2 separate regions of the Anser cygnoides genome follow, and region 1 is linked to region 2. Evidence: chromatin contacts called from public Hi-C data. All regions are on one chromosome and are shown on one strand. Each heading gives the region's core, a stretch centred on a gene start, on an enhancer-like site or on the middle of the called end of the contact. The rest is flanking DNA. Distances are from core to core; before and after follow the strand shown. Region 1 holds the start of TPT1 (tumor protein, translationally-controlled 1). Region 2 overlaps TSC22D1 (TSC22 domain family member 1).

Region 1 (5,948 bases), core at 3,012-5,511, 330 kb after region 2:
AGAGATGGAAGTCTGTGCAATCACAAAAGATGAAGAAGGTCCACTTCGTTACGATGGCAGTTCTCAGGCTTTGCCTTATTCCCCTCAGCCTGCTCTTGCACTCCAGTGCCACAGGCAGCAACTGCACGAAGTCTGTCTGGAGACAGCCCAGTGGCAACAAACCAGGCTGTGCTCCTGACACCGCCAAGTCCTCAGACAAAGCTCTTGCTGAAACCTCTCCTGCAAGCCACTAAGAAACACATTAGACCAAGAGGCATCACCTAGGATGGGTTTAAATGAGAGTTTTATTTTAGACAACCTACATGACAGATGTTTTTCTTTTTTAAAACAATGCCTCCACTCCAAATCAGGGTCAAAATTAAGTGAATAAAGCTCAAGATGACATCAGTCCAGTTGTTAGACATCGCCGATTCCTGGTGTTGTGCTGATGAAGAAACAGCAGCCAGCTATGAAGACAGGTGATCCGAAACCATACTGTTTGATTCGTTACTGCAACAAGAGTAGCAGGCGTTAGCTCAAGGTCACGACAGTCACAGTAAGTTTCTGCAACTTATTTTTGTATTCCCCAATTCAATCTGAGCTGCCACAGCCAGGCAGGCAGAAAGCACAAGGAAGTTATTTTTGCATCTCAGTGCAAACCAGAGAGCCACAGGAAAATTGCTCGTGGTCTATCAGAGGATGCTGAGCGTTTTTATGATCTCAGGGAGCTGCTGGCATCAGCTGTTGGATCAAGCCAGACCGAATGCTCACTCCCATCCTGTCTGCTTGACGCACCGAGTTTCAGATTTCCTCTCAAGTTAGTACTTGTTCAGGACAGGCTCTAGGTCTGATGTACGTGCTCTTACAGGAGCCGTACCAAAAACCTGTGAACATTTCCCCCCCCAGTAGGGATGCCCTGCTTCTATTCTTTAACCCCCACTTTGAAATACATGGAGTTGCCTTGATGGTACACCCAAAAACTCTGCCCAGCTACAGGGAAGGTGCACAGGCTTCTGCTCAGAGGGGCTTCCAGGGTCCAGGACACACCACGCTTCAGTGAAGCCATAGGAGCTGCTGTTTTGGCCAATAACAAGCTCCTGCAGTCGGGCTACTGCGCGACACTAGAGGTTGTGGCATCTTTACACAACTTGCACACCAGAAAGCCTGTAAATGGCTCTACAGGTGAGTTAGGAAGCCTGCTCATAGCCAGCCAAAGTCCAGGATAACTGGACAAAGCAATCAGGGATTGATCCTGTGCTGCTGGTCCCCAACAAATCGTAACGCTCCCAGAATAAGCCAAAACATGCAAGCAATGGGATCTAAATAGTTTCATTGCTACCACATTCAAACAATTAACCAGAAAGCAGACCAGAGGTGCTGCCTGAGCGCAGAGTAAGGTTAAGTACTCAGTCAGGTGTCACCATGTTCCCAAATTTAGGGCAACGTTTAAACACAGCTCTTGTGTAGCAAAATAAGGGCAGATAAAGGAAAAGAGTGAAACACAATAATGTACAGCGCTCCAGAGTTAACCCACAGCAGAGGGACCCAAAACAGAAGCGCTCCATCTCAGGGGGCATTGTTTTCCAACTGACAGCCTGAAGACATAACCCGCTGCACACAGCTCACCGAGGCAATTCCTCCTGCATTTCTCAGCAGTTACGTCACGGTGAGTCACCGCAGGGAAGCCGTGCCCCCCTTCAGCGTGATTCAGTGGCATACAAGGGAAGTCTCGGCCACTTTACGTAACACGAAGCAGCAGTCGGACTGTACTTGTGTGAACTTCAGGTTCTTAAAGTTACTGTTCAGCTTTCAGCAGAGATACAGCTGAGTGACTGAAGAGCTAATGACATATTTAGGCACGTTGACCCGATTGAGGTCAGCACTTACACATTTCTCGATTTCTAAGCCGTCCTTAAAGAAAATCATATATGGGGTCACACCATCCTCACGGAAATCCAGCAGAGCCACCATGCCATCTGGATTCATGTTCTCTCCTACAAAGAACTTCAGAGAAACATGTTACTGAGACATCCTGTGAGCTACCACCAGGAGACACTGCCCATTACACAAAGAAGCTGCAACATCTCCAAGCTAAGTTTAAAAGCCTCGCTGACCAGCTGCAGGGGGTTTGTTTTCTGCAAGCTGTCCATTTTAGTACCACATGGCATTAACACGCTGCCATGAACAGTGAAGTAGGAAACGGGGGCCAGAGTGATTCACCTCCCACATCTTTAACTCCACAGTTCCCATGTAGTTAACTTTGCGTGTAGTTATCACCACAAGTACTGCAAAAGTTGAAGCAAGATCCCCAAACACCTACAAGTCTTCTAACTATTTCTCCCCTGACTCTCAGGGCCCCAAACACCCTCAGAGAGGGTCCAAGTGAGATGTCCCTAAACAGGGGGCTTCGGAACTCAACAAGCTAGTTCAGCAGACAAACCAATCTCAGCTTGTATTACCAAAGTACTGCTGTAAGGAAACACAAGTTGTGTTACCTGGTAGTTTTTGAAGTTAGCGAGGATGTGTTTGATTTGTTCTGCAGCCCCTGTCATGAAAGGCTTTACTCTCTCTGGCTTGTGTTCCTCAAGTCTGGCTTTGATTCTGGGAGGAAAAAAAAAGCAAGCTTTGAAAGCACATTCTAGCCTATTGACTTCATCATGCAGCATCCCATCATAGCAGAAAGTTACCAGCAGTCACTGTTTGATCTTGTTGTGTTTCCCACCACTCCTCCAGAAAACCAACCCACAAAGTTTTCATTTTGCTAGTGAATTAGAAGAACAGTGCCTGCCACTCACATCAAACTCATTTTACTTGTGGGTTTGTGCTAGACAAAAAAAAAGTCATTTCTAGAACACCAGGAGTATTATCCATCAGCATCACAGAAAAAGCATTTTCACCTTCAATGCCAGCCCACCAAAGTCTGAGCAATAGGAACTACATTTTGAACTAGCAAACAGCTCCATCTTACACACAGCTTTGGACATTTAAGTTGTCTAGTTCAGGAAGCTCTCCTTTACCACCCCACCCCCCTCCACACAAATGTTTGGCACAGAGGAATCAAAGAAAACAACAAGGTTACAAATACTACCCAAAGCATGTGATCTGGTCTTCTACCTCAGCCAAGATAAGCTTAGATAGTCCAGTATTGATTCTTTAGAGCTTCAGTTTTGCCAAGTATTAAGACATCACCGAATTTCACAGCCAGTTTGGCACCTGCATCAGAACTAACATCTACTAAGAAAAAAAACTCAACGCTATTTTTAAGATCTGTCACCTAGGAACCCTGCAGTCCCACCCAGAGAAAAAGCCCACCCGCACTTACGCTTTCATGTAGTCCTTGATGTACTTCTTGTACGACTCTTTTGTAAAGCTGGTTTCCTGAAGATGGTGGTTTATTACTATGTCAACACCAGTTATGACCGTGGCTTCTGTTCCCTCTCCCTCAGGACCTTCAGCAGAGGCATTGCCACCAATTAGAGAGTCATCAATTTGACCCTCTGTCCTGGTGACCATCTAGATTTAGAGACATCAAAAAACTTCAAGGCTCTGCGAAAAACCTCGACACTCCTGCTCTTCTTACACATCTACGGCCTGACAGCAGGGCATGACTTCAGAGCCACAGCTAGAGGCAAGAACACAGACTGCAGCCCGAGCGGGGTGTCCCTGGGCCAGGCTCCCCTCCTGGGGCCTGGCCACAGCCCTATTACAGGCTGCGGTCCCTCTGTGTCCCCCCCAACCCCTCTGAGGCACCCCTCGAACTGCCCCCCCCCCCCCCCCCCCCCAAAAAAAAAAACAAACAAAAACCAACAAAACCCAGCCTTTTCTCCCCACCCCATCTCCCCCCCAAAAAGAAGGCCGTGGGCCCACTCACCTTCCCCTCCACTTCCAGGCACAGGCCGTTCGCCACCTCGCGGATCTTGTAGATGTCCGAGAACATCTCGTCCTCTGTGGTGAGACACACACACACACACACAGCGCCCGTCAGCCGCCGCCATTTCGGGGCCGGGCCCCCCCCCCCCCCCGCGGGCATGCGCGGCCCCGCTCCCGGCCCAGGCCCGCTCCCCGTCCCCTCACCCTCTCCCCCCTCACCCCCCCCCCCCCGTCCCCTTACGGCTGATGCAGTCCCGGTAGATGATCATGGCGGCGGCGGGGGCGAGGCGGAGGGAAGGGCAGGAGCGGCCGGAGTGCTCTGCGCGGCGGCGGCGGGCGGCGGGCGGCCGGCAGCGAGGCGGAAAGGGCCGAGTCAGCGCCTGCCGGGGCTCATATAGCGGGCACGGCCCCGGCGCGTCACCGCGCCGCATGCGCGCTCCCGCCCCCCCCTCCGCCCGCCCGCCCTCCGTACCCCGCCGCGCACGCGCGCGCGCGCCCCCCGCGCGGCCGCCATTTCGTGACACCCCCCCCCCCCCCCCCCCCTTGACGGCGATGCCCTTCGCCAAGGGGCTCGGCCGTGTTTTGAAAATAACAATAAACGGTCATAATAATTAAATTATAATAATTTAATTAAATTATAATACTTAAATAAAATAATGATTGAGAGGTTGTTAGGCTCCTCCTACCACTACTTTTCCCTTTTCCCTCAGATACGTCGGTTTGCACACAGACACGCCATTTCTTGTTGATGGACTGACTGGGGAAAGAGAGAAAAATGTTGTTTTTCTTCCAAGGATTAGGCGCAGCAGTCAGGCTGAGGTGAAAGGCAGGATAATAAGGGCAGTAATGCTGCCCTAGGCTTTGTTTTACCACCCTTGCGCACACCTCCATGCATCACCTTATCTCCATCAAAATAAATGTAGACCTCCCTTGAGCCCTGATTCTTAGGGGACATTGACAAAAAACCTTCAGAAGACATCATGGGACTTAAAACACCTAATGCTGCCAACAGTCCCAGACGTGACAGAGATATCGGAATCACAGAATTGATATACGGAATAGCAGGGCACAGGATGCAATTCTTTGTCCCTCATCCTCCTCACAGGATGCACTTCTCTGTCCCTCACCCTCCTCAGGCAGTAAATTACTCATTGCTTTCTTTGTGGGGGTCAGAAGAGCTCCTCTTTATATCTCCTCCTCCTCCCCTGCTATCCCTTCCTTTGCTCCATATATCAGTGCCTTTTATTTTTTCTTTCATTCCTTTTTTCTTTTTTTTTTTTTAATTTTTTTTAGATGGTCTAGCTGCTTACATAATCTGAATTTATAAGTGGTTGTTCTCCACCATGTTTTGCTTTCAAGACTACTACGGCCACTTCAGACCTGAGGAAGGGGCTTCTGCCCCCAAACTTGTGTTTTTAATCGGTGTCAGATGGCCTGATAAGAACTATTCCCTTTCTTTGCGAGCCTTGCCACAGTGGAAAAAGAGCAGCTTACATCTTTAGCAGTGGGCTGAGTGACGGGAGAACATTTGGCTCCTTCTCCGCAGCTTAATATGCAGCTAAAAACATCCACTTTGTAGGTGTGCGTCGGCTTGGTTTCATTTTGAAGAGATTGTTCTAGAAAAAAATGAATATTTCTATAGTAGCATCGAAACCTCGTATAAATTCGGTGACTGCCTGTTTACTGGAGTCAGGGTAGAAACCCTCTGGCACTCCTGGTAGAGTAAATGGACCTCCAGGTGGCTTTTCCTGCAGCTCTACATTCAGACTTGCAGCCATGAAATGGGAGATTTTTGTTTAAAATGCATCAGTTAAATAGGTCAAGGCTCCTGTGTGAACACCTATTTGATGTGGAGTTAAGCTAAATCAACATCGAATTTTAAAAGCTTTAAATGAAACTAGGAGCGTTGACAAGGTTTTGCACCCTTTTAACCTGAGTTGCTTCTAAAACTGATTTAAACGCAGACAACTGTGAATAAATCCTGGGACTAATCCTGGTGATATTTAAATTGCTTTAGGCTTTGCTGCGGTCTAACCCGGGTGGGCAGCTCAGCACCACCCAGCCGCTCGCTCGCTCACTTCTCCCACAGTGGGAAGGGG
Region 2 (6,267 bases), core at 1,469-3,968:
CTAGAATTAAATGCTATTCCACAAAACACATCCTCACTTTTTTTTTTTTTTTTTTTAAAGTGAGGCTGCTCATGCTGACTTGAGCCTCCCTGCATTCACCGGTCAGGTTGCTGCTTTTCTCCTTCAATGCCCATATTATGTAATAGCTCAGCTGCCTACAAAATTATATATCGCCACACAAAAAGCACGAAAAAAATCTTTTTTTGCTACACGCTCCTCTAAATGTATAAAAACCAACTTTATTTTTGTTCTTTACTTCTGCATCAGCTTGATCGCGTAGCGAGACAAAATTGTCACTGATACCAGCGGACACAAAATAACTCAGCTTTTAAAATAAACTACCCTTTGACCACATGCACAACGTTTGAGGCAAACCGAGGAGGTAACACGCATATTTTTATGCTTCCTCACAGCACACTGCGCACAAAAATGGGAATCAGCAGCGCACAAGGCTTATGTAACCAGAAAGTCCCCAGCCTTGCTGCAGCTGATGCTGTCCGCTGAGCCTGCCCCTGAAGGCCTCCTTACAGCACGCAATTAACTCCTACAGTCACGCTAGGGCAGCAAAGGCTTCTTGTTTCCAGCTGGGAACTCGAACAAGATAAAGAGGTGTAAGTATAGATAACACAATTCACCTATTTTTTTCCCCCCAAGCATCATATAATTTGGGAGTGTTCTTCAACTGCAACAATAATTAAGACTGCCCAATTAAGAGCAGCATACCTAAGAGAATTCTGTTGAAATACGCTACACTACTGATAGCACAGCCTCGGCTAAAAATAACCTGGTCCTGACGTTATTGAAGCCCTTTCTACCTTTCCTACCTCTTCTGCTTCCCTCCTGGGCTTGGAGAGACATCCACTCCTCTCAGTGGTGACTCCTCACCGGGGGCTTAGCTCTGAACAACTTCAAAGTTAAAAGCGAAGTATAAATGAAATTTAAAATTGAAAGCCCTGAAGCTGGACTCTGAGGAATCATTCCACAGAAAGGCGAAACAATCGCCATCATACATACAAGCAAAACAGCCGGACTTGCTGCAGAGAAAAAGCAACGTTAATGCCATTAGCTACTTCCTCCAGGTCCCTGAATAGAAGCCCAGGTATAAGGTGACCTGAATGCTCCAGCATCCTGAGCAGCACGTCACCAGACGGCCACATGCTGGACCACGTATCCCTGAAGGTGACAGGGGCGCATTGCTCCCCACCAAACCCCGCCGCTGTCTTCAGCGCACGCAGGCACGGGTGGCTGCTGACCGAAGCCGTCACGGCTCCTCCTGCCTGTCAGATGCTCTTCGGTCTTAATCCTGTTTCCGCCAAAATACATCATTTAAGCGTAAAACTTGAATCAATGGCTCAGAAGGCTAATAAGGCTGCTCTGAGGGACGAGGCCGCAGGGTTTCCGTTTGTTTTCCGCCGCAGCCCCGCGGCCGGGGGAGCGGGGCCCAGGCGCGGCCCAACCCCGCCACCTGGCGGCCGCGGCCGGGGGAGCCGGGGCCGCCAGGGAGCGCTCGGGGACCGGCCTCGCCTGGTGCCTGGCGCCCCTCCGCGGCCAGCCCCCGCCAGGTGGGAGGCATACAAATATGTTTTATTTACATATATATATAAATCCGCCTTAGCAGGAGGTAAGGAGAAGGGAGAGGCGAGGCTCAAGCCCCTCGGCTGTCCTGGTCACCTCAGAGCTCGCAGCGCCCGGCCCTTGACACTGCCGCCAGCCCCTCGCTGCCACCTCGTACAGCCCGCTGAAGCTGGCTCGGTAGCAGAGGGAAAACACACAGAATATCCCAGTGGAAAACTGGCAGGAGAAAACCTGAGGAAGCGTTTAGGTGCCCATGTGGGTGCCCCTGTCACTGAGCCCCTCTCGGTAAGGCGCCGAGAAATGGGATGTGGGTGGCTGCAGGGCTCAGGTACGCTTTCCTACACTTTCAGGACTGTAAAAGAGCTCAGGGACCAGAAATGTGGTGGCTTTCAGAGTAAATGTTTAAGGAGGAGCCCCCACAAACGTCCCCCTGGCTCTAAGGATAGGAAGCCATGGCAGCTTCGAGTCCTAGGGGCTGACTTGCACAGAGGCGCAAGGAGAGGGATCTGAAACAGGCTGGGAGCTCACAAGGTTTTTCTTGGGTGAGTTGAACAAAGGTAACAGAACACTTCCTTCCCTCAATCCTCTGATCCGTGACAGGCAAGGGGAGCAAGATACTGGTGCTGATGAAAGGAAAAGAGCATTTCATTTTACGGAGGCATAACCGAGTAAGAGACACCTTGTTCTCTTCCCCTTTCAAAACACTGGTGACAACATTTAAAACTAATTTTTTCCCCCACTGCAAAGCCAATGTCCCTTCTAGACTAAAGTAACTAACTAAACTCCTCCAAATGTATTACTTTCCATTGCTAGGAGGTCATTAGTTTACCCACAACAAAGCACATGCCCACGGTGTTGCAGCTTTATTGAGAAACGACCCTTATCCTTTGAGCCAGATTCACAAGATACGACAAAAATAACTCGTTGTTTTAACAGAGGATGCCAAAGGGTCACTGTGCTCCCCGTCAGCACATCTGAACTTGTTCACTGGCAGTTACCTCTGAGCAAATATTAAGGCTGCAAGATGTCATGCACTGGGACCCTGAATTCCTGCCACTATTCCCAGGGACGGAGTAACTCTGAGCTGAACCCAGCTTGTGAAAATACACACAGGTACAGGTACGTACACACACAGGGCTGGTATGTCAAAACAGCCAGATTTTAGGGAATCTTAATTTCTGAGAGTGTTTACTGCTAAAATACCAGAATGCACTTTTACAATCAGACTTCATGTTTCTTAAAAAAAAAAAAACACTTCCTTACAAAAAAACCAGCATGCTTAAAAGTACTGCAACACACAATCATTTCCACCATGCTGGTATCTATTCAGAGTTTCTCCCTTTACAAACACCAAAACGCTTGTGGGTATTGGTCTCCCCCCTCTTGTGTTTTTTTTTTCCCTGTTTGTTTGTTTTAATAGAGCATCAGCCAACATGGCAAAGACTTGTTCTTCAACTGCCAAAAGCATCACTCGTGCAGAAGTGATGTCAGCACTGCTTTGTTAGGAAGCTGGCCTTCTCTCTGAAGAGGCAGAACACACACATTGCCAGGTCAAGCATTAATGGCAACTATTGTTAGTTTACTCAGCCCAGCAGCGTGACAGCTCGTAAGACAAGGCAGCATCATTAAAGATGATCTGGGATCACCTCGAACTGAATCACCCCACTCAATTCTGGAGATCCATATGCCCAGGAATCCAATTCACAAACTGCAAATGACTGAGGACATCATAGAGGTAACAATACACAACAAGATCAAACCATGGCCTGTTGGGGCTCCTGTACCCCCTTCTAAGCTGACTCACCTCTACACGCACAGAACGTGGTATTCTGCAGAAAGCACTGCCCGCAAGATTGTGAACTCGATGGAAAACAGGCATTTTATAAAATCTACACTTCCAGATTTAGTAATCAACTGTCATAACAGAATTTGACACAAGAGTCTAAATCTTTTGTTATTGTGCCAAGCTACAGTTTTGTCTACTACTGTAGTTCCAATACTGCATGTAGACTCCATGGGTTTTCTGGTCAAAACTGTATTTATGATTTTAATTATTAAATCAATATTTTATTCAATTATTTCAATGAATTACCTTAGCTTCCTTAAGTACTCAAGTAGCTGAGTTCTCTGCTACCATCTACTTTGGATGAAATTACAAGAAAACTCTGAAAAAAGACCTCAGCTGGGATACACTGGAAAACATGGGGCACAGGAAACAGGAATACTGAAGTACAAATATTCTTAATTGACCAAATAAATGCCTTTTGCTGGAGGCTTGACAAGTCAGAGAACTGAAGTTTATACCTTCAATGTATGGGAACAAGTAATGACATGGCAGACCAATTTAAAAAAACAATCATGGAAATTAGCTGAAATGTAGGCCTCGGAAACCACTAAGTGAAGTACAATGTAGCACAAAGTAGTCTGGTACCACCAACCAAAGAATAACAAAAAAAATCAGCTTGGAAAGGTTCTCTATCTAGACCAACCTCCTGCTCAGATGAGGGTTAACTTCAAAATCACATCAGGTTGCTCATGGCTTTCTGAAGCAATTCAACAAGAGAAGACAGAACTCAGAATTCACAGGCACTACTGCCCTGGCAAGACCACCACAACGCTCAAGAGCACTCAGCAGAAGAATGGTGCAGACCTTACAAAGGCCTTGCAATTTAGATCAGCAAAGGCCTTACGCTTGCGATCACCTTCCAGGAACTAAAACAGAGTAAGTGATTTTCTGAAATAGCAGAAAGAAAAATAAAACATTAGATGAACTTGCAACTGGTTCCCGAAATATTTTAACTCCAGGATATGAGAAGCAGGAGAGACTGTATGGCCCATGAAAAACAGCTCCAGGAGTACAGCAGACAACTCCTCAGAACATACCTTATATTAAGTTATATTTTAAAAATTACATCACCTATTTGGCTTCTACACTCCTGGTTGGAAGCCAAGCCACAATCGCAGCTCTCCAACAGCAGTAGCCTTCAGTATGTGGCACACAGTTCCTTATACCAGCTGAAGCTCAGGCTAGCCTGAAAAATGAAAGCACAACCAAGCCTTCTCCCTTCCCGGTTGTTTTTAAGGAGGAAAGCCACATTCCCTCATTCTTCCACTGGTGAGGGCAAATAAGGCAACAGCTGAAGAGAACAAGAAGCTCAGCCCATGAAACCTTTTCAGACGGGTACAAATTGAATCTGAACTGCAGACAAAAATCAAAGTGAAAGATGACAGTGAAAGGAGTACCAAATACATCCATCATACAGAAGGTACTTGGTTGTACTGTACTGTCCCAGGTGACACCCTGCTTGTGTGCCTTACAAATGTAAATCCAACCACATTCCAGCTCCAAACCACCCAGAAACCCCAAGAACTGAAAACAATATCACCACATCACCATCATGCTAATAAGGTCCAATTACATACGCAGGAACAACCGTCACAAACAGTTTTCTGGGGTGCAGACAGCATTAAAAGAAGGCTATGTTCAAACTGGCAAGAGATCTTATCAAAAAAGCAACCCCAAGAAACTGAACCAAAACATTAATGCTCTAAAGACTGCTGCAGACTTAAGACTAAGTAGAATCCAATAAAAAAAAGTCTGATTAGCAGGTAACTATAGGTAAAATTAAGAAAAACAAGGCAGGCACAGATAAGATTGCTTTGGTCTTAACTTTACATTCAAAGACTGCCAATGAGTCTGCATGAGTTTCATACACTTCGTGAAAGCAGCCATTTTACCATCACAAGACTTGCACAAAGTCCAACAACTGCATAACTTGGGACTACTTTGCTCATATTCTGCAACTAGATGAACCACTGTTTCAGTCCAAATGTGTAGATTAAGGCTGCTGAATTAAACCACCATTAACAGTTTGTTCAAGTGTGAAGATACATATTTAATGAAGGTACTCAGAATATTTACTACATATTTAACTCAGAAGGTACTGCTTTCTACAGTCACTTCTGGAACCTGAAAAGAAAATAAAGCAGAAAAGGAGAACAGAAACATTGAAAATTAAGAGATATATGGATGAATGATTACTAATACCTATAGAGAAAAAGCACAGAAGAAGGCAGGGTAGATGCTACATTATTAAGAGTACAAGACAAATCCCCAGCTAATTTATAACCTTGTATCACCCCATTTATCATTATTCTCAAACTGCCTATGTTAAGCAACAACAACTGAGTATTTTTGAAGTCCATTAAGATCCAGTTACTGTTTGAATGCCAAATACTCTTGCCTGCACTGACAGACAATAGTAACCACATGCTTAACTGAAGTATTTTTCTGTAGTTTGTGAGTTAAGAGAATATTGATGTTTCCACAGTTTCAGTAACCTGATGGTCAGAAAAGTTATGATGGAAGGGTATTTTTAATGCCAGAAATTGTACTCCAGACTGAACTCTAACAGCAAGGTTAAAGACATGCTAGAAATGTTTGCAATACATGTTTGCAGAGGTTAAGAATAGCCCAAAGATAAGCAGTTGCCTAAACTTGGCAGTTATGAACTGGGACTCTACACAGGCACAAAACATTCTTGTGATGCTCAGACTCATTTGTTCTCAAACACTAACTGTCCCGGCTCCAAAGCCGCACAAAAGTTTAATGAGGTGACAATCCCCTGTTGTAACAAAAGTTTTGAGAGATTCAGGTCACAGAGGGAAAATAAAAAAAGTCATTTGACACAA

Evidence for each region. A called contact is a pair of places that touch in the nucleus more often than the background predicts.
Region 1: a contact with region 2 is called in a Hi-C map of liver, with 1.7 times the contacts expected there. The contact joins the promoter of TPT1 here to the enhancer-like site in region 2.

The regions. Positions count from the first base shown.
Region 1 is chr1:181,675,311-181,681,258 of Taihu_goose_T2T_genome, forward strand. TPT1 (tumor protein, translationally-controlled 1) reads right to left here and starts at 4,262. Exons shown (of 6, transcript XM_066988516.1): 1 at 4,091-4,262; 2 at 3,851-3,924; 3 at 3,302-3,492; 4 at 2,475-2,580; 5 at 1,867-1,983; 6 at 267-489. The coding sequence starts at 4,118. The coding sequence ends at 487. It overlaps LOC125179877 (small nucleolar RNA SNORA31), which reads right to left and starts at 684; the gene lies at 555-684.
Region 2 is chr1:181,350,428-181,356,694 of Taihu_goose_T2T_genome, forward strand. The region is part of intron 2 of TSC22D1 (TSC22 domain family member 1); the gene reads right to left. Among named protein-coding and RNA genes, the nearest start is that of TSC22D1, 59 kb to the right of the region's middle. Within about 2 kb of position 2,719, at least 2 of the 3 cell types and tissues checked have open chromatin away from gene starts, as enhancers often do. A contact at or near this core is called in liver, where this site is marked.